Regions from separate parts of the Mus musculus genome. Here regions 2, 3, 4, 5, 6 and 7 are each linked to region 1. The links are chromatin contacts, called in public Hi-C and promoter capture Hi-C maps. All regions are on one chromosome and are shown on one strand. Each heading gives the region's core, a stretch centred on a gene start, on an enhancer-like site or on the middle of the called end of the contact. The rest is flanking DNA. Distances are from core to core; before and after follow the strand shown.

What was found. Promoter capture Hi-C pulls out the DNA fragments that hold promoters and counts their contacts. Hi-C and Micro-C count contacts between places; a contact is called where the count stands out from the background.
Region 2: a promoter capture Hi-C map of liver shows a contact between it and region 1, with 4 times the contacts expected there. The contact joins the promoter of Rrn3 here to the promoter of Cpped1 in region 1. A contact is called at or near these places in 4 of 39 promoter capture datasets (hippocampal neurons, liver, pre-B cells and 1 more).
Region 3: a promoter capture Hi-C map of liver shows a contact between it and region 1, with 2.9 times the contacts expected there. The contact joins the promoter of A930007A09Rik here to the promoter of Cpped1 in region 1. A contact is called at or near these places in 3 of 39 promoter capture datasets (hippocampal neurons and liver) and 1 of 115 datasets of contacts at active chromatin or transcription factors (large pre-B cells).
Region 4: a contact with region 1 is called in a Hi-C map of uterus, with 7 times the contacts expected there. The contact joins the promoter of Parn here to the promoter of Cpped1 in region 1. A contact is called at or near these places in 2 of 39 promoter capture datasets (hippocampal neurons and liver), 1 of 484 Hi-C or Micro-C datasets (uterus) and 1 of 115 datasets of contacts at active chromatin or transcription factors (astrocytes).
Region 5: a contact with region 1 is called in a promoter capture Hi-C map of pre-B cells, with 3 times the contacts expected there. The contact joins the promoter of Emp2 here to the promoter of Cpped1 in region 1. A contact is called at or near these places in 3 of 39 promoter capture datasets (liver and pre-B cells).
Region 6: a contact with region 1 is called in a promoter capture Hi-C map of hippocampal neurons, with 4 times the contacts expected there. The contact joins the enhancer-like site here to the promoter of Cpped1 in region 1. A contact is called at or near these places in 5 of 39 promoter capture datasets (the C10 cell line, hippocampal neurons, liver and 1 more) and 3 of 115 datasets of contacts at active chromatin or transcription factors (acute myeloid leukemia, astrocytes and large pre-B cells).
Region 7: a promoter capture Hi-C map of liver shows a contact between it and region 1, with 4 times the contacts expected there. The contact joins the promoter of Nubp1 here to the promoter of Cpped1 in region 1. A contact is called at or near these places in 3 of 39 promoter capture datasets (liver and pre-B cells), 2 of 484 Hi-C or Micro-C datasets (CD4 T cells and uterus) and 1 of 115 datasets of contacts at active chromatin or transcription factors (large pre-B cells).

The regions. Positions count from the first base shown.
Region 1 is chr16:11,907,736-11,911,851 of GRCm38.p6, forward strand. It overlaps Cpped1 (calcineurin-like phosphoesterase domain containing 1), which reads right to left and starts at 1,688. Exons shown (of 4, transcript NM_146067.3): 1 at 1,531-1,688. The coding sequence starts at 1,600. The region is part of intron 2 of Gm9961 (predicted gene 9961); the gene reads left to right.
Region 2 is chr16:13,778,712-13,782,827 of GRCm38.p6, forward strand. Rrn3 (RRN3 RNA polymerase I transcription factor homolog (yeast)) reads left to right here and starts at 1,988. Exons shown (of 18, transcript NM_001039521.1): 1 at 1,988-2,128; 2 at 3,282-3,387. The coding sequence starts at 2,046. It also overlaps the pseudogene Gm6354.
Region 3 is chr16:13,752,527-13,756,642 of GRCm38.p6, forward strand. It overlaps A930007A09Rik (RIKEN cDNA A930007A09 gene), which reads left to right and starts at 2,038. Exons shown (of 1, transcript NM_001357954.1): 1 at 2,038-4,116. The coding sequence starts at 2,118. The coding sequence ends at 4,028.
Region 4 is chr16:13,665,924-13,670,039 of GRCm38.p6, forward strand. Parn (poly(A)-specific ribonuclease (deadenylation nuclease)) reads right to left here and starts at 2,247. Exons shown (of 24, transcript NM_028761.3): 1 at 2,088-2,247; 2 at 1,611-1,688; 3 at 1-58. The coding sequence starts at 2,106.
Region 5 is chr16:10,312,262-10,316,377 of GRCm38.p6, forward strand. It overlaps Emp2 (epithelial membrane protein 2), which reads right to left and starts at 1,707. Exons shown (of 5, transcript NM_007929.2): 1 at 1,551-1,707.
Region 6 is chr16:13,414,660-13,418,775 of GRCm38.p6, forward strand. It overlaps Mrtfb (myocardin related transcription factor B), which reads left to right. Exons shown (of 17, transcript NM_001122667.2): 17 at 1-2,870. All of the region lies in intron 1 of Gm15738 (a long non-coding RNA gene), which reads right to left. Among named protein-coding and RNA genes, the nearest start is that of Gm15738, 5.8 kb to the right of the region's middle. Within about 2 kb of position 2,077, at least 24 of the 459 cell types and tissues checked have an H3K27ac peak or open chromatin away from gene starts, as enhancers often do.
Region 7 is chr16:10,409,887-10,414,002 of GRCm38.p6, forward strand. Nubp1 (nucleotide binding protein 1) reads left to right here and starts at 2,052. Exons shown (of 11, transcript NM_011955.2): 1 at 2,052-2,109; 2 at 2,184-2,288; 3 at 3,725-3,858. The coding sequence starts at 2,091.

The sequences.
Region 1 (4,116 bases), core at 438-2,937:
AAGAGACTATGAGGAACATTAAGCAGCCAAAAGATAGAGCCACTGTCATTCAGATACCTCCATCTGGGAACAGAGTCTAAGAACATAAAGACTGTTGGGAGAAACAGGGCCTTCTAGGGAGGAATACAGTCTACAAAGGGGAACCCTGGAAGGGCATCAAGTGCAGGAATACACATTCAGGTGTTTGTTTCTCCTCCCCCTAATCTCCCGTGGGAGCTTCTGGTTGGCTGAGTGTCTTCTTGCCCAGCTCTCCTGCCAATCTAAGGATCAGGACAAAGAGTTCATTCCTGCAAGCAGTCGCTCCTAGAGCACTGTGGCAAAGAGAAATCTGGAGAAGCAAAGACAAGAAAGACACCAAGTTGGTAAAACTCAGCACATCCATTAACAAAACATACAGCACGAATGCGCAATCAATGGGATACTGTTCAGAAGGAAGGAAGGAAGGAGAACTACTTAGAATAGGAGGCATCTCAAAAACATGTAGGCTGGGAAAACAAACAAACAAAAACCTAAGACACATTAAAATCTGTAGAAAATGGCAACACTGCAGACTGGACTTTCCCCAGTCCACCATCAGTGGATTTTTGGCTGTGCGCACCTGTGCAGAACCTTGAACTGCAAGGAGGGGAAAAGAAACAAAGGCCTAGCAGAGAACTGTAGGATTGATCTTCTTTGGCTAGCTAGGCAGAGGTAAGTCTGAGGAAATGAACCTGAAAATAGGATGTGAAGGCTGAGAAGGTGCCAGACTTCCAAGTCCCACCAGGTGAGCAGAGGAGAGCAGGTGCCAAGGCCCTCCGGGTTTGGAACGGGCCTGATTCTTTTTTCAGAGCAGTTCAGGCAAATTAGAGGCTGGATAACAAGGCGAGCGTTCCTGTGATTCTAAGCCAAGTGCCAGAGAAGAATCAACCCCAAAGATCCAAAGGAAACACAGGGAAACAGGAACCAATCCGGTATCCTCTGAGTTGCTGGGGCCTATCATTTGCTTAACACCCAGCATGTGTTCCACACCCAAGGTTACAGAAATAGTCTGATGTGTTAACAACGCTCCCTTTGAGGCAAGACTGGGTCAGATTATCTAAGCCCAACTTCCAAGAACGCTACCTGGACCAGAATGCCTTCCCTTTCTACGGTTACAGTAAGCAACTGGATATAAAAACACTCTCACTACAATTGACAGCCCCTGACACACACAGCGCTTGTCAGCTGCCCCGCAGAAGCTTGCCAAGGAAGAGAGAAGACAGGCCCCGTAGCAGAGCCCAAGCAGTCATTCACTTCTCTGCCACCTCCGCCCCGCTTCTGTTTAGTTTGTTTGCTTTATTTTTTAAGTTTGTGGTTTGCAAGGTCAAGTCAAGGCCAGCGAAGCACCCAACACTGCGAGGGAGGAACAACTCCGACAACGGTCCCCGGTGCTGTGTGCAACCCACGAAGGGATCCGGATAGAAGTGAGCGCCCGCGACCGGAAGGTTCCCCTCGCGGAAGGTTCTGCAGCTCTGGAGTGCCCCCCTTCCCAGGCGAAGAGCCAAGCAGTACCTGAGGAAAACGCGTCCAGGGTCCTGCCCCGGGCTCTGTGGAAAACATCCGCCGCCTCCATAGCGGACATGGCGAGCGACTGGCCTTGCCTGGGCACGTTCTGTGAGAGGAGGGAGCGACTCCACACCACCCGGCAGCCCCGCCTGGAACAGCTTCTGGAACCTGCCCTCCAGGAGGGCCGGGCGGGGCGGGGCCGCTCTGGGTGCTGCTAGTACTGCCTGGGCAGAACACGGAGATTGCCACCCCTAGTGGGATCCTCCCGGGGTCAGGATCCAACTTTCACTGGAACAGACTGGGGGTTGAGGCTTTGAGGCCTGGAGTTGTCTTATGTAACACGCATCGGGCCGCTTCATAATTTGGGATTTCAGGTTAACAAGAATAGGAAAAAACAAAACAAAAACAAACAAACAAAAAAACCCAACAAAACCCACGTTTAGCTTAAATATATCTCATGCAGTATTTGGGAGATACTTAAGCAGTTATTTTTAAAATATTGTTTATCTGAAATTCCATTTCAATTTGATGTCCTAAGTTTTATGTTGCAACCCTTCCAAACTGCCCACCATAATCTCAAGAGTCTTTAAGGCATCTTGACTGCCTGGACATTGCCACTGTCATTCTGTCACTGTTGTTGCTGGGTAACAGGCATTGCCCGAAGTACTTTGTGTTTTGCTTGTTACCTCATTGACTGCACTTGTCAGATGGGGAAACTGACACTCAGAGAGAGACACAACTCCTGAAAGCTAAGAGCTGCAGGTGAGCAAGACAAAATCTATCCAACTCAAAAGCCGTTACACTGGACTACAACCCTCACACTTGGTAGCAATCCAGATTTCGAGGTGGAAAATGTTAAATTCAGATCTCCAAAAAGAGGATACATTTATTAAGCACTACAGGGGAATTCCTAGGATCTGCCAAGTTGCTAAATTTTCTTCTCAACAAGTGTAAGCCTGAAATGTTCGTATGGTTAACAGAGCTAGGATGATGTCCCATGACCTTGAACTAGAGTCAGATATAAGTCCTAGCAATTTAGGACAGAAATACAAATGAGCTTGTGTCTCAGCTACTTGGGTTTATCCTAATACTACCACTTACTTTAGGTATGATCTTAAAAATTAGTTGCTCTGCACCTCAGTTTTCCTACCTGTCAAATGAGAACAATAACAATACCTAGGGTTATTGGGTTGGTGAGAAAGTTAGATGATGTTGTAATTTGCACATAAGATGTCTCCCGTAGGCTCATGTTGGAAGTTGTCCCCAGCTAGTTGTGAACGAAAGAAAAAGAAATAAAAAGGAAGGGAAAGGATATGAATTCCCCCTAGGTGTGGTGGAGGAGAAAGCTTATCTGTGGGAGAGTGTAGCCAAAAGCTGAGACATCTGTGAAAATCTAATACTGGGCAAGGGGAAGGGGTAAGGAGAAGGAGGGAAGAAAAGAACCAGGTGCAGCAGCCAGGAGGCCAAAGGTACAAAAAGGCTGGGTAACAAAATGTCTGGACTATATAGGGAAGAGCCCCTGGGGGGGGGGGGAAGGGCAGCCCAGCCTCTGGGCTGGAGTGTTCAGGGTAAAGGGTGGGATATGCCAGCCATACCCTATATCAGGTAGGAACTGAGGCTGCTGGAAGAACCTGGAGGCCAGGTCCACTTTGATGTGCTAAACTGGCACCTCACCCATGTCCTGGGTTTAAAACTTAACAAATGGCAGTGGTTTGGGAGGTTCAGAGAACTTTAGAAGGTGATTCCAGGTTAAAGAATAAAGGTCTTTGGAAGGCGTGTCTTGGAGATAATCTTGTTCCTAAACACTTCCTGTGACAGTGTGCCGCTTGCCCTTCTTGAGGTGAGAAGCTCCTGTGCCATACATCTTTGTGATGTTTGGCTAAGTTCCTGTGCAAGCATCTGCAACATAAAAACCTTTCTCTGATCCGTTTCTGCCATAGTCGTGAACAAAGTAACAAGAGTTGATGGATTTGTATGTCAAACTGCTTAAAGTAACAGTTGCAGTGGCAAGTAGTAAGTATATTAGCCATGGTAATTATTAATCATCATACCTCTATTTGCCACATACAACCTGGACATGAGGAGGGATCTGACGAAATGGGCAAAGTGAAAGTGAATGGCTGAGAGCCAAAGCCCTGATACTTCCGAGGGACTCAGCCCTAGCCTACATCTCAGGCAGTAATTTTTGTATCCACAAGTCTCTCAACTCATTAAATATATGGATCTAGTTCTTTCTTTGCACAGCACCTTTGAAATGTGGTCTTCTAAATAGAAAACTGTTACCAGGAGTGGGGTGGGAGGAGAGGGGTAGATTTTAGAAGGGTGACAGTCACTAGCTGGTATGCCATCCCACCCCATGAGTGTCCTTATAGGGTAATAGACTTTTCTGTCCTCAGAATGTAGTTTGGGTAGTAGTGGAGCCAGCTCTTCCTCAAGGTGTCTGTGGCTAGAACCAATTGAAACATTCTAGAATGCAGATAAGAAGCTGAGGCCTGATGTACGGAAAAGTGCCTTGTCTAAGGTCAGCAGTATTCTTGGTGAGGCTCTGTGATGTTATGTCACTTTAGTAGGCTATAGGGCCAGGTCAAGCTT
Region 2 (4,116 bases), core at 738-3,237, 1.9 Mb after region 1:
AAAAGTTCTCTTGCGGTTTGCATCAAGACCATTTCTTATGAGTGATTTGGGGTGTTGCCTCTCCTGAGTCAGAACGTGGGGGAGTCCTCACATTGTGGGTCTTTCAGTTCCAGAGGATCTGATGTATTTGTGTGCATGTGGTACACACACATACACAATAAATACAAATAAATAATAAGAACAACAAAAAACAAAGCTCCTTTCCTTGCTTCTTTTTGGCCTGGTTGATTTTTTTTTTTTTTTTTTTTTTTTTGGTTTTTCAAGACAGGGTTTTTCTGTATAGCCTTGGCTGTCCTGGCACTCACTCTGTACACCTGGCTGCCTCGAACTCAGAAATCCGCCTGCCTCTGCCTCCCGAATGCTGGGATTAAAGGCATGCACCACCATGCCCAGTGACACTGGTTTTTCTTTTACAAAGTTATATGTGGAGCTCAATAGCAGAGCATCCATCTAGTGTTCTGGAATCTAGCCTCAACATCCGAAGAAAAAGTATGCTGGATAGCAAATTCTCTAAAACTGTCTTAAGATTTATTTTATGTGTTTGGGTGGGTTTTTTTGTACATCTGTGTGTCCCTGCTGTGCTCACAGAGGTTTAAGAAGCCCTGGGACTGGGGACTGCAGTTAGAAACAGTTGTGAACCTGGATCCTCTTTTGTTGTTTTCAAGACAAGCTCTTTTTGTATTGCCTTGGCTGTTCTGGAACTTACGCGATAGTCTAAATAAACTAGCCTCAGATTCAGAGATCTGCCTGTTTGTGCTGAGATTAAAGGTATGTACCATCATGCCCAGCTCCCCAGCCTGGGTTCTCTTACCCATGGTAACATCGGTCCAACTCTCCCCTCTGGCTTTTTACCAGTCTCCACACTTCTGGCTAGGTCACTGTGTAATATGTGTTTCACACAGAGTAAGGTGTGAAAATGTGTCTAAAATGATATACAGGATCCTTCTATTTCCACCTCTCCAGTGCCTGTATTACTAACATTAAACCGGGCTCTTTACCTGAGTAACCCAGGTCCTAATAGTTACCCATTGGCTTTGAACTCCCTTTTTTTGGTGGTGGTGGTGGTGGGGGAGGAATGGATCTCTAGGAGGTGGGCCTGGGGCCCTCACTGTACAACTTGTTCCTTAGCACTATTTCCAGAATCCTTCATCACACCTGGAAGTTCTGGAGGACAAGAATTGGGGTAGATAGGCAGGCCTTCAAAGGCATCTTCTGCTCTGAAGGCCAGGCCCACTGTGGCTGGGGCCTGTGGCTTTGCTACCTGACTAGTGAAGCCACATTCCCCCAGAGTTTTCTCATCAAGGAGCTGGTTGTCCTTGAACAGCAGCTCTCCTCAGGAGGCCTCTTCATGATGCCCTCAATGATGCGCTTGAGTGCCAACACCAAGCTTGACTCCTTGGCCTCAGTGAAGATGGTGGTCTTCTTGTGTGGGGTCATGAGAAACACAGCCATCCCTGTGGCTGCTTCTGGCTTGATGCACGGGACCAAATCTGATGGCTTCTCAGGTTGTCCTCAGCAGGAGTGATCTCTCAGTGTCCCTCGGAGTCTTGCCAAAAGTTAAGAGAGCCAACATGTTGTTTGAAAACCAAAAAAATCCCAGCCGTTCGATTTTACCAATGAAGACTCAGGGGCCAGATGCTGGGGTGCAAGCCTGCTAGGTCAGAGAGGCAGAGAAAGCACCCAGCTGACCTTCCTCCTCCACTCACTTCCCAGAAGGAAACCCGCTTTGAACTCCTTTTATCCTCCCGCCTCCACCTCCTGAGCGCCAAGGTCACGTGCACACGCCTCTAAGACAAGCTTCTTTTTGAAGGAGTTTCTGAGGAATGCGGCCACCGATTGCCCCGCCAAGCTGTGCCAGCCTATTTCTAGGAAAGCTTCAGGCCGGTTAAGGTCAGACGCAAGCCTACCCGCCTTCTTGCTGCGATCCTTACGCTCTGCTCACGTGGGCCGCGTCCCGCAAGGGGCTGCCTTCTGCAGCGCCACTTCCGGGGCGGGTAGGTCGTGGCTTCCGGCGCAAGGCCGGGCGTTCGCTCAGTTCAGGCCGAATGGCGGCCCCGCTGCTTCACACGCGCTTGTCGGGCGATGTGACGGCAGCGGCCTCTGCCACGCTGAGTGCGTCGCGGACTGGGTAAGATCCGGGCGGCCTCCGCCTGCGGGTGCGGGGCTCGAGCCCGCTGAGAGCTCTCCGCATGTGCCGAGGGGGCCGGGCGTGCGGGCTCGGCTCGGGCACGCAGGAGCCTCTGGTTCCCTCGGGTCCCCTCTGCCCGGGCGAGCCTTGTCTGTTCCATTGTTTCCCACTCACTCTTGGGGCACCCTTGTGGGACTCTAGGCTAATCTTCCGTGCCTTTCCTCTTCCCTCTCTTGGCCAAGACATGGGCGGCATTTCCAGGGTTTTGGATATCTAGGGGAAAGCTGTCACTGGTGACCTATCGAATTCCAAAAATTTTGTTTGAAATTTGTTTCTGTAGAAGCAAGCAGTAGCATAGTGGAACCGTATATTATATAAGCAGTCCTTTTTGCCCAACATTTTAAAATACCTATCCCTATAAAACATTTGGAATCTAACCTTTAGATTTTGTCTGATTCTCTTGTTTAAACGAAGTAAACCTTGTAAAGCACTTAGCATAGTACTGACAATTGTTAATAAAGTGTGTATACTCTGTGTTAAGGCACTGGGGACAGCAGCTTATCCAGACACTAACCCATACCCAGCAGAGCCGGAGGCGGGGCAGTGGGGTGGGGGGGCGGCGGCAATACATGGATAAGATAGTTTCAGGTATCAGTAAATGCTATGAAGAACTACAACGTTCCAGGATAAAGCGTGAGTGTATGAGGTTCTGGTGGAGAGGGCCTCTGACATTTGAACTCCAACCTTGGGAAGAGTGTTTCTAACAGCGAGTAGCAGGTGAAATGGGAATCAGCTTGACAAATTTGAGGAATAGAAAGGACATCACGCTTTTAACAAATGATTGTATCATGAGATCAGGGTTAGGAAAGGTGGCTGGTTAAACAGGATCTTACAGGGTTAATGTGGGAATATGGAGTTTCTTTTCCTTCCCTTACTCTTAATAAGATCTCATTATGTAGCCTAGGTTGGATTCTGCCACAGCTTCTGAGACAGATTTACTGAGGGAAGAGTGGCTTCCTGGGAGAGAAGGTTGGAAGGAGGGATATCATTTGAGAAACTTAAGCCTCATCACACAAAATGATGTTGGCTCAGCCATGCTCCCTGCCGTCATTCTCTGTCATGAATTTGATAACTGGTCTTCCTGGTTCTTCAGGCTTTCCGATATGCTCGCGTTAGAGAGCGATTTCTTCAATTCTCCTCCGAAAAAAACTGTTCGGTTTGGCGGAACTGTGACAGAAGTCTTACTGAAATACAAAAAGGTACGAGGAGGTGGGGTTTGACTTTGCTTAGTCAGAGTTTAAAAGGCATTAAACCGAAGAGCAAATTATCAAGACTTTGGGTTCCTCCTCCTGAGTACAACCCCCCCCCCAAGACAGTAAAGAGAATAAGATGAACTTTAGCATTTGTGTGTACGTTTATTTAGGTTTCTCAGTGGTGGGGATTGGAACTAGGACCTTATCCACACCAGGAAAACAGGTCTAGTTGAGCTCCTACATAGCCTAAAAATAAATTTTACACTGGGCTTGGAGGCTTGTGTCTTTAATCCCGGCATGTGAAGGCAGAATCAGGTGGATCCCTGAATTTGAGACCAGCCAGGGATATATACAGCCTCTGTGTAAAACAGTGGCCCTCAACCTTCCTAAGGCTCTGTGTGACCCTTTTAATGCAGTTTCTCATGCTGTGGCGACCCCCAACCATAAAATTATTTTCTTTGCTACTTCATAAGTGTAATTTTGCTACTGTTATGACTTATAATGCGACTCTCTGTGTTTTCTGGTGGCCTTAGGTGACCCCTGTGAAAGGGGGTCAACAGCCTCAGGTTGAGAACCGCCTGTCTAAAAAGATGGGATTGTGGGAAGTATTTAGATACCATACTGAAATAGAATATATAGTGATATGCCTGATACCGAAGCTTAAAGGTAACCAAAACAAGTGTGCTGAGATTTTAGGACTTAAAATGCTGTATACAACTTGAAAACTAGCAAGTG
Region 3 (4,116 bases), core at 788-3,287, 1.8 Mb after region 1:
TATATATATATACATATATATATATACATATATATAATTGTATATATATGTGTGTGTGTGTGTGTGTTTATATACCTACAGTGATGTAACAATTTCTCACACATAAAGGGATCCTAAATGGAAATGGCTTGAGAGACTCTGGCAGTGAGCAACTGTTAGTACTTCTCAGTATAGCATCATCTACTGGCCATGTCACAGCCTCCTTATAGGCACCTGTTCTCTCATTTACAGAAGAGGAGATCAAAGCTAAGGGAGGTTAAAGATCTCAACTCAGGTCAGAAACTCAAATTTAAGCCTTCCTAATTCCAGTATAGAGACTTGCCTCAGGCTAAACTGGGCTAATTTCAAAGGATCTGACGAAGGATAACTCCAGCTTATCACCTTGCGGTCTACGTATGGCATGGTGCTGCACCCTTTATCATTAGGCAGATAATTCTGGTTGCCAGCCTTGAACACTCCTGCAGCCAAAGGGGAGAGATTTATTTCTTTTCATCTGGAGGTCAGACAGCAATGTGCAGAAGTCAGTTCTCTCTCACCATCACGTGGCTCCTGGCGACTGGACTCAGGCTGTCAAGTCTTTAGCTACTGAGCCATCATCCCCACCTGCTACTCATGTTTATAAGTTTATAACTTAAAATTTAAATTACAAAATAAAATTCTGCAACTATTTTGAAAAATGTCAAGCCTAAAGAACACAGGAAAGAACTGAATAATGAACACCTATACTTATTTCATCTATATTCTATAATTATGAACATTTGCCATATTGTTTTCTCTAATTATCTTTATACTTTATTAACTTTTTATTCTTTGACAATTTTATACATAGATTTCTTGATTATATCCACTTCCAACTTCCTGGACACACCTTCAGGTCTTTTTATTTTCATCCATTCATTTTGACACAGGGTCTCACAGTATAGTCCTGGTTGGCCTGGAATTCTCAAGTTAGGACAGGCTGACTTCCAACTCAGAGATCTGCTTGCTTCTGCTTGTTGAGTGCTAGGACTAAAGTCCTGCACTATCATGTCTGACCTTTTTAAAAACATTTTAATAGGGGCTGGTGAGATGGCTCAGCGGTTAAGAGCACTGACTGCTTTTCCAAAGGTCCTGAGTTCAAATCCCAGCAACCACATGGTGGCTCACAAACCATATGTAACAAGATCTGACACCCTCTTCTGGAATGTCGGAAGACAGCAACAGTGTATATAATAAATAAATAAATCTTTTAAAAAAAACACTTTAATAACCCTCTGATTCCAATTTGTATTGCTTGAATGCTCAGGCCAAGTAGGGACAACCTATCATTCTTTATTCCTTTATAATTTTCTATCTATACGTTTGAAAATGCTTAAGAGTAGTTTTCTCCAAGTATAGTGGCGTGTGCCTATAGGCCTAAGTAAATGTGGCCTGAACTACAGGCCTAAATCTATTTAAAATGTACCAAATGTTTTAAAATCCATCAAACACACACATAAAGGTCAACCTTTTTCTCCTTTCATCCTACCCTCTCCCTCCCAGCCTCTACAATACATGGTTGGTTGGCGGGGGTGGGGGGGGTGGGGGGGTGGGGGGGTGGGGTGGGGGGGGGGACGGACGGACGGACACGCGATGGGGTCTATTAGGTCCTTGGGCAAGTTTATCAACAGTCACCAGAGAAGATGGGAGTACAGACCTAACAACACTAGATGCTAACTGCACCTGAGGCCAAGAAGATTCTCGCCCCAGGTACCGCTAGTTTCATTGTCATAAATTCTACTTCTTTTTTTTTTTTTTTTCCATTTTTTATTAGGTATTTAGCTCATTTACATTTCCAATGCTATACCAAAAGTCCCCCATACCCACCCACCCCCACTCCCCTACCCATAAATTCTACTTCTTGATACACCTAAGGATCCCAGACTGAGAAAAGCTGCCCGGGCTAGCACTGGGCGCAAACGCAGAAGGTTCAGCAGGTCGTCGTGCGCACGCGCAGCTCCCTTGGCCCGCTCCAGTTTCCTGGTGTGGAGCAGAATGCCGCTTCCCGCCCCGCCCCTTGCGTTGCCATGGAGAGTGTCTAAAGCCCGCCTGTGGCAGCGCCCTGGGCCTGGTGTCCTCTGGCGGGGTTTGCGTGGAAGATGTTGAGCCTCTCGGAGCTTCCGCAAAAGAACACAGACTTGGCGGAGATGCAGTCCGGGCCCTTGGGTCGCTGCAGTCACTTTTTTTGGCTGGGCGTCGCCTTCGACGCGGTGGGTGTGGCAGTGCTGTTCACTGGCGTCTTCGCCAACTTGCTGTTCTACGACATGCTGCTCTATTTGGGTTCCATCATCATCTTCGTCAGTCTCCTGTGGTGGATCTCCTGGTACACCGGCAACATAGAGGCGCTCCCGGAAGACCCCTTGAGGGGGACTTCGCCCCGCGAGAGCGGGGTGCACCGTAGCGGCAGCCGTCGCTTCTCGCTGACCCTTAGGAGCGTCTCCGACACCTTTCAGCGGATTCGCCGGCGACGGCGGCGGCGACTCCACCCGCGGGTCGTCCAGCGGATCAGTAGCATCAGCTCTACGGACCCGGGGCAGCTAGAAAGGAACTGCGACGCCAGAACCTCGGGTGGCAGAGCGTTGTTCCGTTCAGCGAAGCCTGAGGCTGTTCTGAATCAGTTTAGCAGAGTCCAGACCTCTAAGAGCCTGCCTCTGGGCATTGTCCACACCGGTCTTTCCATTTGTACTTCTAGGAGTCAACCTGTCTTTTCAGTGACTTCGCAGACCTACCCTTTGGCGTCTGACAGCAATTCTCAGATGGCAATGTCCTCTGACAGCCATGTGTATTTGGACTCTCACTCTCAGGAGCACTCTAAAATCAGTGTGGCCTCTCAGATCTACCCTCTGGAACGAGAAGAAAGTCAGAGCCACCTCTTGGTGATCCCTGACAGTTTATCTATGGTACCCGTGACCTCTCAAAGCCAAATCCTGCCCTCTGTATCTTCTGAAAGCTGTGTGCCTTTGGGCCCTCACTCTCAGGGGCGCTCTAAGATCAGTGTGGCCACTCAGATCTACCCTCTGGAACGAGAAGAAAGCCAGAGCCACTTCTTGGTGATCCCTGACAGTTTATCTATGGTACCTGTGACCTCTCAGAGCCAAATCCTGCCCTCTGTATCTTCTGAAAGCTGTGTGCCTTTGGGCCCTCACTCTCAGGGGCGCTCTAAGATCAGTGTGGCCTCTAAGATCTACCCTCTGGAACGAGAAGAAAGCCAGAGCCATCTCTTGGTGATCCCTGACAGTTTATCTATGGTACCTGTGACCTCTCAGAGCCAAATCCTGCCCTCTGTATCTTCTGAAAGCTGTGTGCCTTTGGGCCCTCACTCTCAGGGGCGCTCTAAGATCAGTGTGGCCACTCAGATCTACCCTCTGGAACGAGAAGAAAGCCAGAGCCACTTCTTGGTGATCCCTGACAGTTTATCTATGGTACCTGTGACCTCTCAAAGCCAAATCCTGCCCTCTGTATCTTCTGAAAGCTGTGTGCCTTTGGGCCCTCACTCTCAGGGGCGCTCTAAGATCAGTGTGGCCTCTAAGATCTACCCTCTGGAACGAGAAGAAAGCCAGAGCCATCTCTTGGTGATCCCTGACAGTTTATCTATGGTACCTGTGACCTCTCAGAGCCAAATCCTGCCCTCTGTATCTTCTGAAAGCTGTGTGCCTTTGGGCCCCCACTCTCAGGGGCGCTCTAAGATCAGTGTGGCCTCTCAGATCTACCCTCTGGAACAGGAAGAAAGCCAGAGCCACTTCCTAGTGCCCATGCCCTCTGACAGTTTCCCCGTGGTACCCATGACCTCTCAGAGCCAAATCCAGGGATCTCTGGCCCAACAAAGCCATCTCCAGAATCTTCCTCTTGCCTCTCAAACTCCTGAAACTGATAAAGCTTCTAAGAGCCATACTTTGGCCAAGGGGGTTCCTGGGGTGCCACCTGGGTCTGCCCAGACTCAGCACCCGCAGGCCTCTTTAGCCCAGACTTCTCAGATTTCTTCACCTGTCCGGAAGGTTCCTAAGAACTAAAGTGCTGAAGCTTTGGAGACTCTCCCAGCACCCAGCTTGAAACTAACTCAGGAGCAACCTGACTCTTCATTGCCTGTCTTTAAGGCCA
Region 4 (4,116 bases), core at 997-3,496, 1.8 Mb after region 1:
TCTTCTGGGGTGTCAAAACCACTTGTTAATGCTGTTACTGAGGGTCCATTGCTGATTCCTAGATCATAAAAAACAGATATTAGGCTGCTTCATAAATGCTAGTGTGTCAGTCTCCAGTGCTTATTCATATTCCCATTAGTTAAAATTAATTCAAAGTGCCTGTATCACACTTTTTAAAAATTAACATTCATCTGTGCTGTGGGTGTAGTTCACTGGTAGAAGTGCTTGCTTGCCTTGCACATGAGGGCCTAGGCTGGATTCTTACATTCACAGAGAAATCATAATTACAGGATGGAGAGATGGCTCAGTCAGCAAACTGCTTGCTGTGTAAGCGTGAGGACCTGAACTGGAATCCCTAGAACCCATGCAAACAGCTCCGTGCAGCACTGCCGAGAGCAGCGGATCCCTGAAGCACACTGGGCGACCAGGTGCATTGCAGGTTGAGACACTGCCTCAAAAAATAGAGTGTGGTTGAGGAAAAGCATTCAGTGTTGAACTCCAGCATCTATTCATGCACATGTGTGTACACATACTTAAACGCATACGTAGCACATGTGGGTCTACTGAGCTAACCAAGGAAGACTTGTACTAAAGCATTAAGTAATATCCTTATTTGTCGTCTAAGTACAGCCCTGGCCAGTCTCACAATACTATAGGTTTCCTCTTACATGATGTGTCTAGAGTGGTCACAATCAAAGACAAATGATGGCTGGTAGAGGCTAAAGGGAGTAATAGAATAATTCCATGAGTAGTTATCTATTTAAGATAGAAAAAGCCGGGCGTGGTGGCGCACGCCTTTGATCCCAGCACTTGGGAGGCAGAGGTAGGCGGATTTCTGAGTTCGAGGCCAGCCTGGTCTACAGAGTGTGTTCCAGGACAGCCAGGGCTATACAGAGAAACCCTGTCTCAAAAAACCAAAAAAGAAAAAAAAAAAAAAATCCAGAACTGGAGGATACCAGCTGGACAGCAACATGAGTGTAGTTAATGCTACCAAATTCCAAAACCACTTAAGAACAAATGCAATAGAGCTAGGAAATGTCTTGAAGCGTAAAGTGCTTGCCATGCAAACACGAGGACCTGAGTTTGGACCTTCACCATATAAAAACTGAGCATGTCAGCACACAGTAACAGGACCCCACAGCTGTCATCCTGGCACCTGTAACCCCAGCATGGATCTTGTAGGAGAGACAGATTCGGGGGGCCTGCTGGCCAGCCATCTTAGTAAAATACCCAGCTCTAGATTCAACAAGAGAAACACGTTGAAAACTTATTTTAAACATAAGCTACCCAAAAACAACCTCTGGCCTCCACTCATCATATACATATACATATTTGTGTGTGTGTGTAGTGTGTGCATTTCGAAATGATAAACTTGGATAGGTGTATTTTGTCACAGGAAAAAGACCTCAACCTAAACCCCCTGCTTTTTAACCATATACACCTAAATTAGTTTAAACAGCACCAGAACCATAATCTCTATCCAAAAATCTCACGCCCTGACCAACCACAAAACCACATCTCTCCCAGGCTTTTGCCATGACCAGTGAGGAAGGAGGCAGGGAGCCTTTGCAATACAAGGTGTAAGCCCAGAGCTTTCAAGGGAGTGATACCTGAAAACTCCCCATCGATGGCGAAGAAGTCAGCCTCCTCTATGGCCTGGTACACTTTGTGAAGATTAATCTTAAAATCTGCAGAGAAACCAAGAAAAGGCTCAGAACAGGTGGCCTGCCTTCCTGCCCACCAACTAAAGGGAGATGGGAGAAAGGGCCGGAGGAGCTCCCGGGGCATCGGAGAAGCGGAATAAGTGTTCAAGGACCACAAGGGACACCTCCTCCAGGGGTCACTAGATAAAGTATGCACGACTGAAAAGGGCTAGCCCTGAGCAGGTGAGCAGGGAAAAGAAAGGCATGGATGCCAAAGGTGCACGCTTTGCAGAGCGACAAGTCCCACCAGCAGCACCGCTTTTCAGAGGAAGTATTGCCCGGCGGGACTGACTTGTCCCGGGCCCCGCTAAACTCGAGAGGTCTGGGCCTAGCACGCTAGGTGGGCTTGAGGACAGGGATGGGGGTTGTGCGGCGGACACGCACTGCTCCGGATTATCTCCATCCTGCGGCGCAGACGGAACCTTGGCCCCGCCCAGGCTGACGCCGGTCCACGCGCAGAGTTCCGCAGCAAAAGCAGCGTGGGGATGTCGGAGGCCGCCACGAAACAGCACAGGACACTTCCGGAAACAGCGCGCGCCGCTGCGCCTGCGTCAGATCTGTGTCACGTTAGGGGCGGAGCCCGGGCCCTCCGGGCTGCCTAGAAAGGAAAAAGGGGCATTGCTATCAAAGTCTCAAGGCCTGGCCCATATGTTGGAGAAGTTTCCTGTCCTGAACCTGGTTGATCAAGAGACATATGGACTGGTTTCCCCTGGGTCTATAATTCCAGTCTGAGAAGGATGAGGCAGGAGAATTTGCAAATTCGAGGCCAGCTTAGGGAACATAATGAGAGTCTGTCTAAAAATTTTTAAATTAATTTTATATATACAAATATATAATTCTTGCTTAATTTGTGGGGTAAAGTGTTGGAGAAGTATACGTGCGCATTTGTGTGGCGGTCGGTGATCACTAGTAGTAAGCAAAGAAGGACCTCCCGTGGCTGTTCTTGTTCTCCACCTTCCTTGAGACAGGGTCTCTCTCACTGACTGAACTTGTTTCAGCCGGAGTGGCGCCTAAAATGCCAGTCTCTGACTCCCAACACTGGGTTTACAAGATTGCAGGGCTGTGCCTAGCTTTTTTTTCATGGGTGCTGGGGATTTGTCCATGAGTCTGGATGACTCCACAGCAAGTGCTCTTACCCACGGAACCATCTCTATGCCCCATATTGACTGAGTTCCGGTTCTATGCCACTCTGGTAGAAGAGAGACACTGTGATGACAAATCATGGTGGTTGTCCCATTGCAGCGTAAAACTTGGATAAGAAGAAAAAAAAAAAAAAGCCAGGCAGACATCAGACTTGCTACTTGGAAACATGATAGTTGCTATGGAGATAAAGAGCAAAATTCTGCAGCAGAGAGTGTTAGGTAATCAGAAAAGGCAGAGCCATTTTTGGGAGCCTACTTTGTGACCTAACACTCTACAAAAGTGGCAAGTACTCTTAACCTCTGAGCCATCTCTCCAGCCCTACATTCAGCTCACCTCAAAGAGTTTCAGGATTTTGTTAGCCAGCCCCTGCTGGCTTATTCCAGAGATAAAGTGTTCACAGGGGCTAGATAGTTGGCTGTTAACAACTGTAATCTTTCCAATATTTATCCTCCAAAGAGTAAATGAGACCCCGTGTGATGGCTATTCTTGGGTGTCAACTTGACAATATCTGTACTAAGCTACAATTCAGAAATGGAAGGCACACCTGTGAGAGATTTCCTGCTTGATTTACAGTGAGTGAATTCACTTCTAGTCCAGACCTCTGAGGTAGGAAGACATACATGCTTAATCCAGATCTTGAGGCAAGAAGACACACACCTTTAATCTAGATCTTGAGGTAGGAAGACACAACTCTAATCTGGGCCAACCTTCTGCTGGCAGCCTATGTAAGGACCTGGAAGAAGGAAGCGCTTACTCTTTGCCTGCTTACCCTGTAGGAAGTCCATTCCTTCACTGGCATTGAGGCCCTCCTTCCAAAAGACCAACTTAGACATCCAGCCTTGTGAGACTGAACAAGTACTAGAACCTTAGACTTGCTGGTCCCAGCTAGTCATTGTTAGATTATTTCCTCTCATATCTAAATATATACAGTTTGCTTCTTTATTTTAACAGAGTGCATTAGTGAGGGTAACCTAGGGTCACAGAACTTTGGAAATTATTCTCTGTCTCTGTGTGTATGTGTCTCTCTCTGCTTTGCACATCGGGAATGATGATACCTTTACCTGCCCTGGAGCTCGAACATCTCCCCCAGGATGCTGACCTTCAGAAACTTCTGTTAGAGACTAGACCTGATCTTCAGCTGAGATACATCACACAGGTGAGCAGCCTTGGGAAGATAGGCTTAGGACCATAGTTAGGAACTTAGTGTGAACCTTGTGTGATAAACCTCAGCGTAATACAACGTAACTTTCATTACACTAAATACTATGCA
Region 5 (4,116 bases), core at 457-2,956, 1.6 Mb before region 1:
TCCCACACAAACACCCTTGCCCAGATTGCAGGCCAACCTCAGCTTCTGCATTTGAGGGACAGAGAAGGCTCCAGGCTGTGTGACCGGCTCTCTCTGATTCTCCATTCTTGTGGGGGTGGAGGTGGTAAAGATCCAAAACCCCTTGGAGGAAAAACAGGTTCTGCACTTTCTGGCCACCCCTAGTGCCTCCCTGGGCTGTGGGCCGGGTATCTATCTGCCCAATACCTTGCAGGGGACCCACACCTCTTACAAGGTCTCTCCCCATTTCCTGCAGCCCACTGAGGTATCTCCTGGTGGGAATGAGTGGAGTCACGGGGAAGACAGGGTGAAGGTGTGGCTTCACAGCCTTGAGTAGCTAACTCTGCCAGGTCTCTAGGCCAGGTGTCTCCCAGAATAAGGCTTTCTGGGAGGAGGCGGGAGAAGCCCAATGCATACTCCCATTGGCCTTCCACATTCTCTTCCCTTGGGTCTCTCCTGTAACCTGCATGGATCCATCCTACTGAACCCCTTACATTATTTGAAAGTGACATTCCAGGGAGAGGTGGTCAGCCTCCATGTCTAGGTTTTGGAATTTCTCTCTGATTCGGAATGCTCAAGCAGAGGCGGCTAGAGGCGTCTTTTGTGCCTCTCATTGTGGTAAGAGCACAGCATTTATGATGTAAACCATTTGTAATTCTACAAGCACATGGCCTGAAATGAACCAGCAATGTTGAGTGACGCCCACTACTATCTATACTCAAAACGTTCCATCATCCGCAATTAAATCTGTACCTGTTAAATAGTCCAAAATCCCAGCCATCTCCATCGCCTGGCAATGATCACCACCCACTCTGGATTGCCTTTGAACTTGTAGGTTCTAGATGCCTCATAGTAGTGGGACCCTCCTGAACTGAACCTAGATGCTTCAGTCCTTCTCCAAGCTTGGCATGCACACTCAGTTATACCTCCTTTTCCCGTGGAATCATGGGTGCCATCCCTTCTTCCCTTTAAAGCCCACAGATCTGCCACAGTAGTCAAGAGCAGGCAGGGGGGCCATCCTTGGAGCTTACCCCCCAGGCTGGGACACCGTTAAGAACCCAAGGAAGCTGCCCCCTCGCCGCTGTGGGGCGCCACGGAGCCCAGACCCGGAGGAGTGCGCGGCCCTCAGGGACCCGAGGACCAGGTCCTGTCTGATTGGTACTGCTTGGGAATCAGACGCTGAGTACAACAGGCAACAAGTGGGCTACTCTGGAGTTCAGAGCTTTGGGCCAGCGATGGTGGAGAGGGGATCCGCCCTGACTCTTTCCCAGACTTTTCCCGCCCACTTGGACGCAAAAGGTGGCGAATGCCACCCAGGGGTGGCAGGGTGGCCTTGGGGGGCACCAAAGGGAAGGTCTGCGCCACAGAAATCTGGAGAAGGAGCAACGGGACTGCCGCACGAACCGCACCCCAACCCTTCCCCGTCAAGCACGGATCCCCTGGCCTGTCCCGATTCCTAAAGAGGGCACACTGCTCCCTGTCATTCCGGAACCCCGACGTCACCGCAGTCCCTTGTCGCGCCCCCAACTCACCGGGCACGGGCGTCTGGACACAGTGGCGGGCTGCGCGTGGGGCGAGGCGCCGGCTGTTTTGAAGCTTGGGGCTGGGACTGCGCGGCGTCCTCCGCCCTCCGGGCTGCCGAGCCTCCTCCCTGCCGCCCTCTCCCTAGCCCGCCTCCCTGCCCGCCCGTGATGTCAGGAGCCGCCGATCCAGGGGGCGGGACCACGGGAGGCCGGGCGCCCCCCCCCCCCCCACCTCCCCTTGCTGGGCCGTCCAGCAGCACTCTGTAAAGTTCGAGGGAGCTGGAAGTCTCCTGCTGGGATCATCGCTGCCCTTCTCATCTCTGCCGCCCCTCTTCTCCTGACTGCAGGGTCAGGACCCTGAGATTTCCACTTCTTTCCGAGCAGCCCTCTCTGTCTCTTACTAATTTAGCTGGTTGTTAATCTCTCCTGCCTCAGTTTCCTATGATAGAAAAGGAAGGCGTGGCGGGACCTTGTCCTGAGGCCTAAAGGCCACACTCGGTGCCTCCTGGAGAGGCTGAGTTGATATGAGCCAAGCCATAACTGAAAAATCAATTCCTTCCCCGAAGTAAGACCACCATAAGGACCAGTCTTAAGATTCCTTCAAGCCTGGCCAGGCCTGAGAAGTTTGATATAGAGGATCCAAGTTGTGATCTCAATTGGGCATTGTATCCTTGCTTTCTCTTTTTCTTTTCTTAAGCACTTTTAATCTCTCTCTCTCTCTCTCTCTCTCTCTCTCTCTCCCCTCTCTCTCTCCTCTCTCTCCTCTCTCTCTCTCTCTCCCCTCTCTCCCCTCTCTCCTCTCTCTCCTCTCTCTCTCTCTCTCTCCCCCCTCTCTCCTCTCTCTCCTCTCTCTCCTCTCTCTCTCTCTCTCCCCTCTCTCCTCTCTCTCCTCTCTCTCTCTCTCTCCCCCCTCTCCTCTCTCCTCTCTCTCTCTCCCCTCTCCCCTCCTCTCTCTCTCCCCCCCTCTCCTCTCTCTCCTCTCTCTCTCTCTCTCCCCTCTCTCTCCTCTCTCTCCCCCCCCTCTCTCTCCTCACTCTCTCTCTCCCCCCCCTCTCCTCTCTCTCCTCTCTCTCTCTCTCCCCTCTCTCTCTCCTCTCTCTCTCTCTCCCCCCCTCTCTCCTCTCTCTCCTCTCTCTCTCTCCCCTCTCTCTCCTCTCTCTCCTCTCTCTCTCTCTCTCTCTCTCCCCCCCTCTCTCTCTCCTCACTCTCTCTCTCTCCCCCTCTCTCTCTCCTCTCTCTCTCTCTCCTCACTCTCTCTCCCCCCCCCCTCTCTCTGTGTGTGTGTGTGTGTGTGCACGCGCGCATGCACTTTGAAGAGCTGATTTTCTCCTTCCTTCTTGGCAATGCTCCTGAGGATCACCAGGCCACCAGGCTTGGACAGCAAGTGCCTTCACCTGTCAGAGCCTTCTTGCCACATCAGTTATTTCTGTTTTCAGTATTTTTTTAATTACATTTGTTCACTTACTTATTTGCTTGTGTGTATGGAGAGCACACATGGAGAGCAGAGAGAACCTTCCACTGTATAGATCCTGAGGAGAGAACTCAGGTCCTCACATCTAGTGGCAAGTGTCCTTATTATCCTCTGCCCCTGCTGCTGTGATAAACACCAGGTCCAAAAACAACTCAGAGAAGAAAGGATTGGTTGCACCTCACACTTCAGGAAAAGCAGAGCTCAGGTGGGAACCTGGGGCAGGAGCTGGTGCAGACTGTGGAGGAAGGCTGATGACTATGGCCTTTGACTTGCTCAGTACCGTATATAGTCCAGGCCCACCTGGACCTGGGAAAGGACCCAGGGATGGCCATGCCCACATGGTGGTCAGGAAAATGCACCACCACCATACCCACAGACCAGTCTGATGGAGGCAATTGTTCAATCTCTGTCTCCTTCTCCCAGGTGTCTCTGAGTTTGTGTCAAGATGACAGCTGAGCTAACAATGACAGCCATCTTGCCAGCTCTTGGTTTATTTTATTTATTTACTTATTATTTGTTGAGACAAGATCTTTAATGCAACCCAGGCTGTCTTTAAACTTGCAACCCTCCAAGTGCTAGGGTAACAGGTACACATGGCAAATACCACCACCCCTACCACCGCAAGCCCGGCTGCTACATCTCCATGTTCACCAACATCATTTGAAATCCAATTGCAGATCTCTCTAGAAGGAAGCTCTCACTGGGTCAAAGTTAGAGATTCCTTGGGGGACATGACACTCCCAAATCCGAAGGGTCACTCCTCCAGGCCTCAGGTTGATAAAATTGGTCTAGGATCTCACTTGCATGGTCAAGGCAAATGAAGACTCATTCCCCAAGCAAGAGAGTCATTGCACAGGGGTCAGGAGACATTACTTTGAGCTAAGGCCTGTCTGTCCCATGGTCATCTTGAAAACAACAAAAACAAAAACAAAAAACCCAAAGGCTTTGCAAGAAGGGAGAGTTTCAGTGGCTACTATTATTTACTAACCACTAGCCACGTGTCAAATACCTTACCAACATTAGCTTATTATTGTTGTTGCTATTGAGACAAGGTTTCATGTAGCCTAAGCTGGCCTCCAACTTGTTACTAAATAACCAAGGATG
Region 6 (4,116 bases), core at 827-3,326, 1.5 Mb after region 1:
TGACACCAGTGACGTGAGCGACACTTGATAGACCTCTCGCACATGTTCTGGACAAATGTGGGCATCTTTCCCATAGGCTCACATCAATGTGTCATGACCAAAGACCGCTCTATAAAAAGGCCTCTTGACCTAGTCCCAGACCGCAGTGAGTGCATTGGAAATGGTGTGTATCTGAAGACGAATTTGTTGTTTAAAGTTAGTTTCAGGCCAGCAAGATGACTCAGCAGATCAGGCCTGCCAACAAGCCTGAGAGGCTGAGCTTGAGCCCTAGAGCCCATGTGGTAGAAGGGCAGAACTGACCCCCGAAAGTTGTGCTCTTATCTCTATATACAGAGACACCTGCAAATAGGTATACAGTTATTTCACAGTCATTAAAACACAGGTCAGAGAGCCCATTAAGTTCCCACTTGCATGTACAGGGTACACGTGTAGTGTAGGCTTCTGTTTGTATCACATTGCCAAGAAAATTCCTCTTAGAAGCCTGGAGTGTCGCAGTAGAGTCCAACCCCAGTCTCCCTCTTCTGCAGCATCCACAGTGTGGTGGTGTCAACTTTACTTTCTGAGGCACAGACTGCCAGTTGTCTTACTGTGGTAGGAGGAGTGGAAATAATTACACCGTGGCTTCTAGAAAGCTGATGTGGCTGTGAAATTTCAGCAAGGCCTCTCTCAGAAGCCTCTGAGGCTGCGGCAGTACTCACTCAGGCATCCATTCAGCACACAGGCACACAGCACTCATGCAACTTTTCGCTCACATATCATCTCCGTTCATTTCACCCAGATATTTTCTAAGACTTAGACTTTCTTTTCAAAAGCTCCATGGTTCTTTGACCACGTGCTATGCCTTACTCCAGAAAGCCAGGTCAGCTCTGCAGAGTCCGGGAAATGGGACAGTGTTGTCACCCTGCGCACTCGGTCAGCGACGGGTGGGTAAGAGGGTCACCAGAGTGGACTGGAGCCTCAAGAGCCACTTTTCCAGGCAGCAAGGCTGTTCTCATAGTTACTGTAGTAGTCTGTGCAGTGACAGCTGAGGAGGCAGCTGTCCCTCCAGGCAGGGCAGCCATTTTACTTTCCCACAGCAGACCTGGCTCTGGGAAGTGGCCAAGAGGAGACCCATCTTATCTACACCCTGAACTGTTCCCACAGTGGCCAGTTGCAGAAGTTCTTTCTGGTAGAAGGCTGGGGACTCCATTACCACTAGGATTTGCAGAGAAAGCTGAGAGTGGCTGTTGAATTCTGCCAGCAGAGCAACCAGGTCAGGGCCAGCAAAGTCAAGCAGCCTCGCCGGCCTCTGTCCATCACATCACACAACACACACAACACTGGGGATATTAAGTACACAGGGACCCACTGCTGCAGAGGACCATTAACCCTAGGCTGTCCCGGCATTCTAACTGGAAGGCAGGGCAGGTTTATCAGGGAACACAGCTTGTGCTCACAGGAGTGTTTGGAGAGCATCATCCTGAACATTCAGCTAATTGTAAAAGATCTCTGTCAAAACTGGAAAGTAGCAGTTCTGATCTAGTCATTTTTGTTTCCTGGTTCAAACCTTTCGATCTCTTTTTTTTTTTTTTTTTTTTTTGGTTTTTCAAGACAGGGTTTCTCTGTGTAGCCCTGGCTGTCCTGGAACTCACTTTGTAGACCAGGCTGGCCTCAAACTCAGAAATCCGCCTGCCTCTGCCTCCCGAGTGCTGGGATTAAAGGTGTGCGCCACCACGCCTGGCTCAAACCTTCGATCTCTTTTTCATTTTCATTTAAACAGTCTCTGGGCTCTGTTTTTATTTGTCCGGTGACTGGGAGAGAGCAGGTTGTCCCCCCCCCCCAAGTGTCCCTGTGTCTTTAGTTACAGCCTACGGTTCAAAAAGCTGCACGTGTTTACAAGAAGCTCTTACCCTCCACTCAGGCCGCCGGCTCTGGGGGGGCGGACGTGTCCCAAGCTTGTGACAGCAGCTTGGCAATCTCAGATCCACGAGGTGCTGTCTGGAATCATGGGAGGCACTGGCAGTGAAAGGAAGGCTTTACGCCAAGGCCCAAGACAAAGCTTTAGCAGTGGGCAGACTCACTGGAAAGCCGCCCAGTTCTCTTACCTCTACTTCCTGCTGTGAGGGACCCACCCACCGACAGAAGAGGAAGGGTTAGGAAAGGGTTTGGATCCATCAAAAGTACTTGACCTCAAGAAACCATTAGTAATCCAAAATGTTTAAAGGAACCAAAGGCATCGCCAGGTATTTGCCAAAAGCAGCCACTTTTAAATTTTGAGACTGTGTTCTCAAGTCAGACCCCAAAAGGTTCCATCTAAGGTTATAATTTCCACAGAGATGTAGATATTTCTTACTTGTTTTCCTGTAAAATAGCATAGAGCTGTTTGTTGGTTTAAGAATAACATTCTTGGTAGCAACGCTGAATTATTTTCTTGTTTGTCAAGGTTAGTTATCTGTTGCTTGCAATGGACACGCAGGTGTTTTTCTTCTTTTCATCTTCACATAATGTCTTAGCATCTCACTTCCTGACAAGAAGGGAGAAAACACCAGTGGCAGCAACCATGCCTGCTGAAGCACTTGTTAATGAACAGAAAATCATGGCAGTCGGGGGTCCATTCGTGTGTTGCCTTTATGTTGTTTTTAAAAGACAAACCATGATGCCTTTGTACTTGCTGTTTGCACCCCTGACTCGATTCTGTACTGTGTCTGAATGCCATACGTTTGCACTTGTACTGTACATAGGCGATGCAGACTGTATTTTTATATGTGTGCGCATTTATCATTGGATCTTTTGTACATAGTGGCAGTATTGTAGCTGATCGGGAAATGTTTGATATCTCAGCAATTTTGCATTTTTGTGTCTCAAATAAAAAACATTTTGATGTACCATGATTTTGTGTGTACAGAGAAATACACTGTAGGTGCTGTAGACTTGTGAGATGGAGCAGCCTCTGGCAGGACAGCATCTTCAGAATAACTCCCAGCCAAACAGCAAGAGGGCCAGCAGAAAGTAGGCTGTTCACCTCATGTCCTCACACAACAGAAGCTCATTGGTGCCCACTAGCCTCAGCCTGACTCTCCAGACATGTTCTGTTCTCCACAGAATCGGGAACCACTGAGTAAGAGACATTAAACTATGTGGTCCTTGCTACAGCATGGACACACAGTGTCCACAGTGAGAGCTCCTCTCTGGTGGTGACAACCACACCAACAAAACTTCCACACACCCAGAACTGAGTCCTTCAGTTCAGCAAAGTCTCAAAAGCACCTACCACATACAAGAACTTTATGGCCCATATAGAATGATCTTTAGAAGTTAGTAAGTAGGGGAGAGGCATTTCAGCCGCAAGCCCATGGTTAAATCAGATAACGTTTTGTTGTGTGTAACTCTGCTCTACCTTGCTTTGCTCCGGGAAGGGATGCTTACCAGCCCCCACCCAGCCTCCCTTGAATACACAGATAAAAGATAGACCCACAGTTGTTCCTTTTCAACTTGCCTTCTTGGCAAATTGCTGGGCACCACTATCTCCCACCAGAAAAAGCCTGCCCTTATCAATTTCTTATCTCCATCTCTCCACTTGCCCTAAACGTCTGTGGCTAGTCCCATCTAGCCCCTGCCAAACATGCCTGACCACCCGCTTGTAGTAGTGGCCACAGGCCCCACTTCCTCCCGAGACCTCACATGGCTGCTGTGTTCTCCCTCCAAAGCATAGCAAAACTCCTTCCTTGCATCTTTTTCCTCCAGTACCTTCTGCCCAACAATTTCTTTACTGATAGATCAAGAACCAATTGAGGAACAGGACCTTAGCATCAAAACTACCCTTACAATGTTTAACTCCCCTCTTGAATTAGAAGAAACCAAAAGGTGGTAAGCTTAATTGACAGTGACAATTGATGTGACTATATGTGTGACAGAAAAGGCTGGTCAACAGTTGCAGAAGACAGATAGTTACCTGTGTATCTTGGGTGCAAGAGAACAGTAAACAAATTAGTAAGTGAACTGTCTGCAGTGTCCCACTACTACAGATCCCCTTGCCTGTAGGATGATACTTTACCTGAAACAAAACTGGAACACTAGGAGTGGGTGTCAAGAGGAAACTTGGATGAGGGCAGATTCCCTGGAGACCAACTGTGCCCT
Region 7 (4,116 bases), core at 802-3,301, 1.5 Mb before region 1:
TTTTGCATGAGGTCTGTTGTATATTTTGATTCTTGCAACATTGCAAGAATTCTTGGCCCCACTCACCAGCACTCACTGCAAAACCCTTTCAGGTCTGTTATCCCACAATGCCTCCTACTAATGTCAGAGTCTACACTCAGTCTCACCAACATGATTGCCTACACAAGAGCTGAATAAGGTCGATGCCAGTACACATGTCAAAGTGGACAGAGGCAGCCTCGACCTCACCCAAAGAACTATAGCATTCTACAGGAATGCTGAGACTGGAAGAATAGTCCTCCCCATGGAAGAGCACACCAACGGAATGGTCACCTTTAAAAATAGATATACAAGTATCTTTTATACAGAGTGAACAGATTGTATGTGTGTATGTGTGTGTGTATGTTTTTAAATGTAATATGTAGCATATGTAATAATGTTGTGGGGTATTCATCAGAGATGACTGTTCAGACATGGGTTTAAGCTAATGGGAAGATTTTGCTATTCAGTATCCCAGTGGAGCACTGAGCCTTTCTTGGAATAAACTTTTAGGCACAAAAACCATGTTCTGGGTTAACCTACTTCAGTAACAAGAACAGATAGCCAGAATCAGCTCTACAGAAGCAAAAAAGAGAGGTTAGTACAGTTAGAGACTTTCCCAGAGTCATGGACTTTGGTGGATTAGGTCTTTGTTTTCATTTTGGCAGGTGCTGCTGTCTATGTGCTGAGTGTTACAGCCTGAATGGCACTTCCATCATGGAGTCAGTTGTGCTAAGGTCTGGGGCCCTGTCACAATAACAATGAAAAAAAAAAAGTCCATGAATTTGATAAACAGCAAGGAGAGGTGGTAAGGTTTGGGGGAAGGAAAATGAAGGGAGAAATGATGTAATTATAATCTCAAAAATAAATGAAAAATATTTAGAATCGTTCAATGAAAACAGTAACAACCACCACCATCTTGTGCCAAAGTTGCATGCAGCCAAGCTCCCATGGCTGTGACCATGGACAGGATGTCTTCATGGAGTCTAAACACTGCTCCACAGACACAGACAGGCCATTTGTCTAAACACTCACAGACACATACAGGAGAAATGGTAGCAGCAAGGACAGTGGGGACCTGCAGAAGTGAGAGAAAGCTAGGGAAAGCTCCCAGTGGGGGCACAGGAGTGGGTTTGAAGAGGTTTCACTGAACAGATCTGAGGGGAAGCAACAAAACACAAAACAAAGTATTTTTCTAAATAGCACAGCAATTTTAAGAGGGCGGGGGTGTCAGCCCAGGAATGCTGGTGGTGCACATTGTAATCCCAGCAACTGAAAGACGGAGGCAGGAGGATCAAATGAGAACTTACACTGCTGGCGATTGAATTTATGGCTTTTCACTTGCTGGACAGGTACTCTACCACTGAGCTACACCCCTTTATAAAGTCTCCCCTCTTAGCCAAACATGGCAAGAAAATCATTAATTCAAGATCAGCTTGAGCAGAAGAGAGGAGAGGAGAACAGAGAAGAAATAGAGAGGGACGGACAAAGTGTTTTGTTGGATCTGTATTGTTTCAGTGCTGGGGACTAAATATAGGACCTCATGCATGATAGATCAAGCACTCTACCAATTGAGCCACAATCCCAGCCTGTAACAGAATCTAGGGTAGGGCAGATTATTTGAAACTGAGTAAATATTGACATTGATTGTACTTTTATTAGTAGTACTGCATCAACACTGAGGCCACGGAGAATAACGTTCGTTGGCGACAAAAACCATACTTAAAAAAACAAAACAACAACAAAAACAAAAACAGAATCAAAAACCTGCATTATGTGTAAGAGTCCATCCTCGCTTTCCCTATGAGTTCTGGGATTTGGATACAGGCTGGCTCAACAGAATCTTTAATCGTTAGAGCCACTTCATTTGCTCAGGTATCATATATTTCTGAGTCTCGCCCTGTTTTAGCGGGAAGAGGCATAGGAATCCCACCCACTGCACACACGGTTTTGCGCGTGCGCAGTCCTGGTCTGGCGAGACAGTTCCCGCGGCCGGGGGGTCAGATTGGACCTGCGAGGCGGAAACACGCCCCTGAGGTTCCGGCGAGCGCAGCCCGGGCAAGAGCGGCAGCATGGAGGAGGCGCCCCACGGTGAGCTATCGCAGGACGTGTGGGTGGTCCCGCTGGGACCGAACCACTCTGACTGTGCCTTCGTCTTCCCGCAGGCTGCCCCGGGGCCGACAGCGCCCAGGCCGGCCGAGGAGCCTCGTGCCAGGGATGCCCCAACCAGAGGCTGTGCGCATCCGGAGCCGGCGCTGCTCCGGATCCCGGTGAGGAAGCGGCGGGCAGATCAGGAAGTGGAAGGGGCGGGACTTGAGGGTGAATGGCAGCGGCTAGTGGGCAGTATTCTAATTGGTTGGGGGGAGGGCGTAGAAGGCGGAGCTTGAGCGAGAGGGAGGTTTTAAAAATCAAATAGCGGAAAAACAGTGATGGAAATGGAGGTTTAGTCTGATCTGCGGTAGACAGGGAACCGAAGGGGGCATTAAAATAAGCTTGGCGGCACAGGCTTGTTCCCCCGGAACTTGAGGGGCAGAAGCAGGAGGATGGCTACAAGTTAAAAGCCAGCCTGGACTACAGGATGAGACCCTGTATGAGTGAATGAATGAATCAGTGAATGAATGAATGAATGAACGAACGAACATTAGGTCGAGTGTGTTGGCACATGTTTGTAATCTCAGCATTTAAGAGGCTAACCCCGGGCTTAGATGAGACCCTGTCTTTATTAAAAAAAAAAAAAAAATCAGTAAATAGGACCTCAAAGAAGGATAGAATAGATAAAAGTGATGTCGGGCAGGTACAGGGCTTAAGTAATAACCGCTACCTCAGTATCCACAAGGCCAAGCACAGAGAGGAGAATGGAAAAATACTGAGATCTTTCAGGCCTGAGTCCTGGCACATGTCCATCACAGGTCACAGAGGCTCTGCTCTCTCTGTGGCAGAGAGAAGGACCCTCCTGTTAAGGAGTCTATCTTTCAGCAGACATGAATGTTCATTATCTCAGTGGAGAGACAGATGGGGGACTGAGAGCAAAGTGGGGAGGAAGCAGGAGCAGGCACGTTAAACTCACCAGGGATCAGCACTGTGAGGGGCCATCTCCAGGGCGAGGAGGACTGAAAGCCTAGCTGGAAGGAAGGCTTTTCAGAGAGAGGCTGGGTTTGGTTGTTGAGTCTCCTGAAAACTGATCTTGAGCAAGAATGCCCTCATGGTGAAGACCAGTCTCCCCACAGTGTAGTCTGTAAAGATTTGAAACAAGACGTGACATTGGAAACCCAGTACGTTGCTGGGATGGTTGCTTCTGAGAGCCTGTGAGTTTCCCATCTGCAGCCCTGGGGACATTGGAGTTGATCATCCCTTGTACTGGGCCTAACCTGTGCTTAAGACACTTAGCATCCATCATCCGAGATGCCAGTAGTAGTCCCTCCTGTGGCATCCAGAGAATTTCTGCAGATGTTAGCAGATGCCTCCTGGGTTCTGTTGAGGAGCTGGGCTTTGAACACCCCACTCTCTCCTCGGAGGGCATGTGCTACTGCATAAATAAGACAATCTTTTCAGGTTGGTAGTGACCGTATTTTCTTCCTAGCATTTATTTTTAGTTTGCTGAAGTGGTATCTCACAAAGAGCCTTAGAAACAGCTTAAAGAGCACTTTGGAAGAGGGACGGGTAGGACTGAGGCGGGGTCATCATCACCTCCTCTACTTCTCTGCAGCCGTGGAGGAAATCAGAGAGAAGATGAAGACGGTGAGACACAAGCTCTTGGTGCTGTCTGGGAAAGGCGGCGTTGGGAAAAGCACGTTCAGTGCACACCTCGCCCACGGCCTAGCGGAGGATGGAGATACACAGGTGGGAGCCTGGGCTAAGCTGGGAGCTGCTCCGTGTGTCAAAGGGGCTGCTGATGGCTTTAGAGGGTGATTCTTAGACCAGGAAAGCAGCCTCTCTGACTGTCTGGACCCTGCCTAGCCCCTGGCTGAGGCGAGGCATCTCCCTGAGCATTCTGACCAAGGTGGCGGTGTACCTCGGCACATTCTGGCGGTCATGTAACACAGGGCCTTTTACATCTGCCCCTCATAAAGCTCTTTCTGTATCTGGAAGTCCTAACCC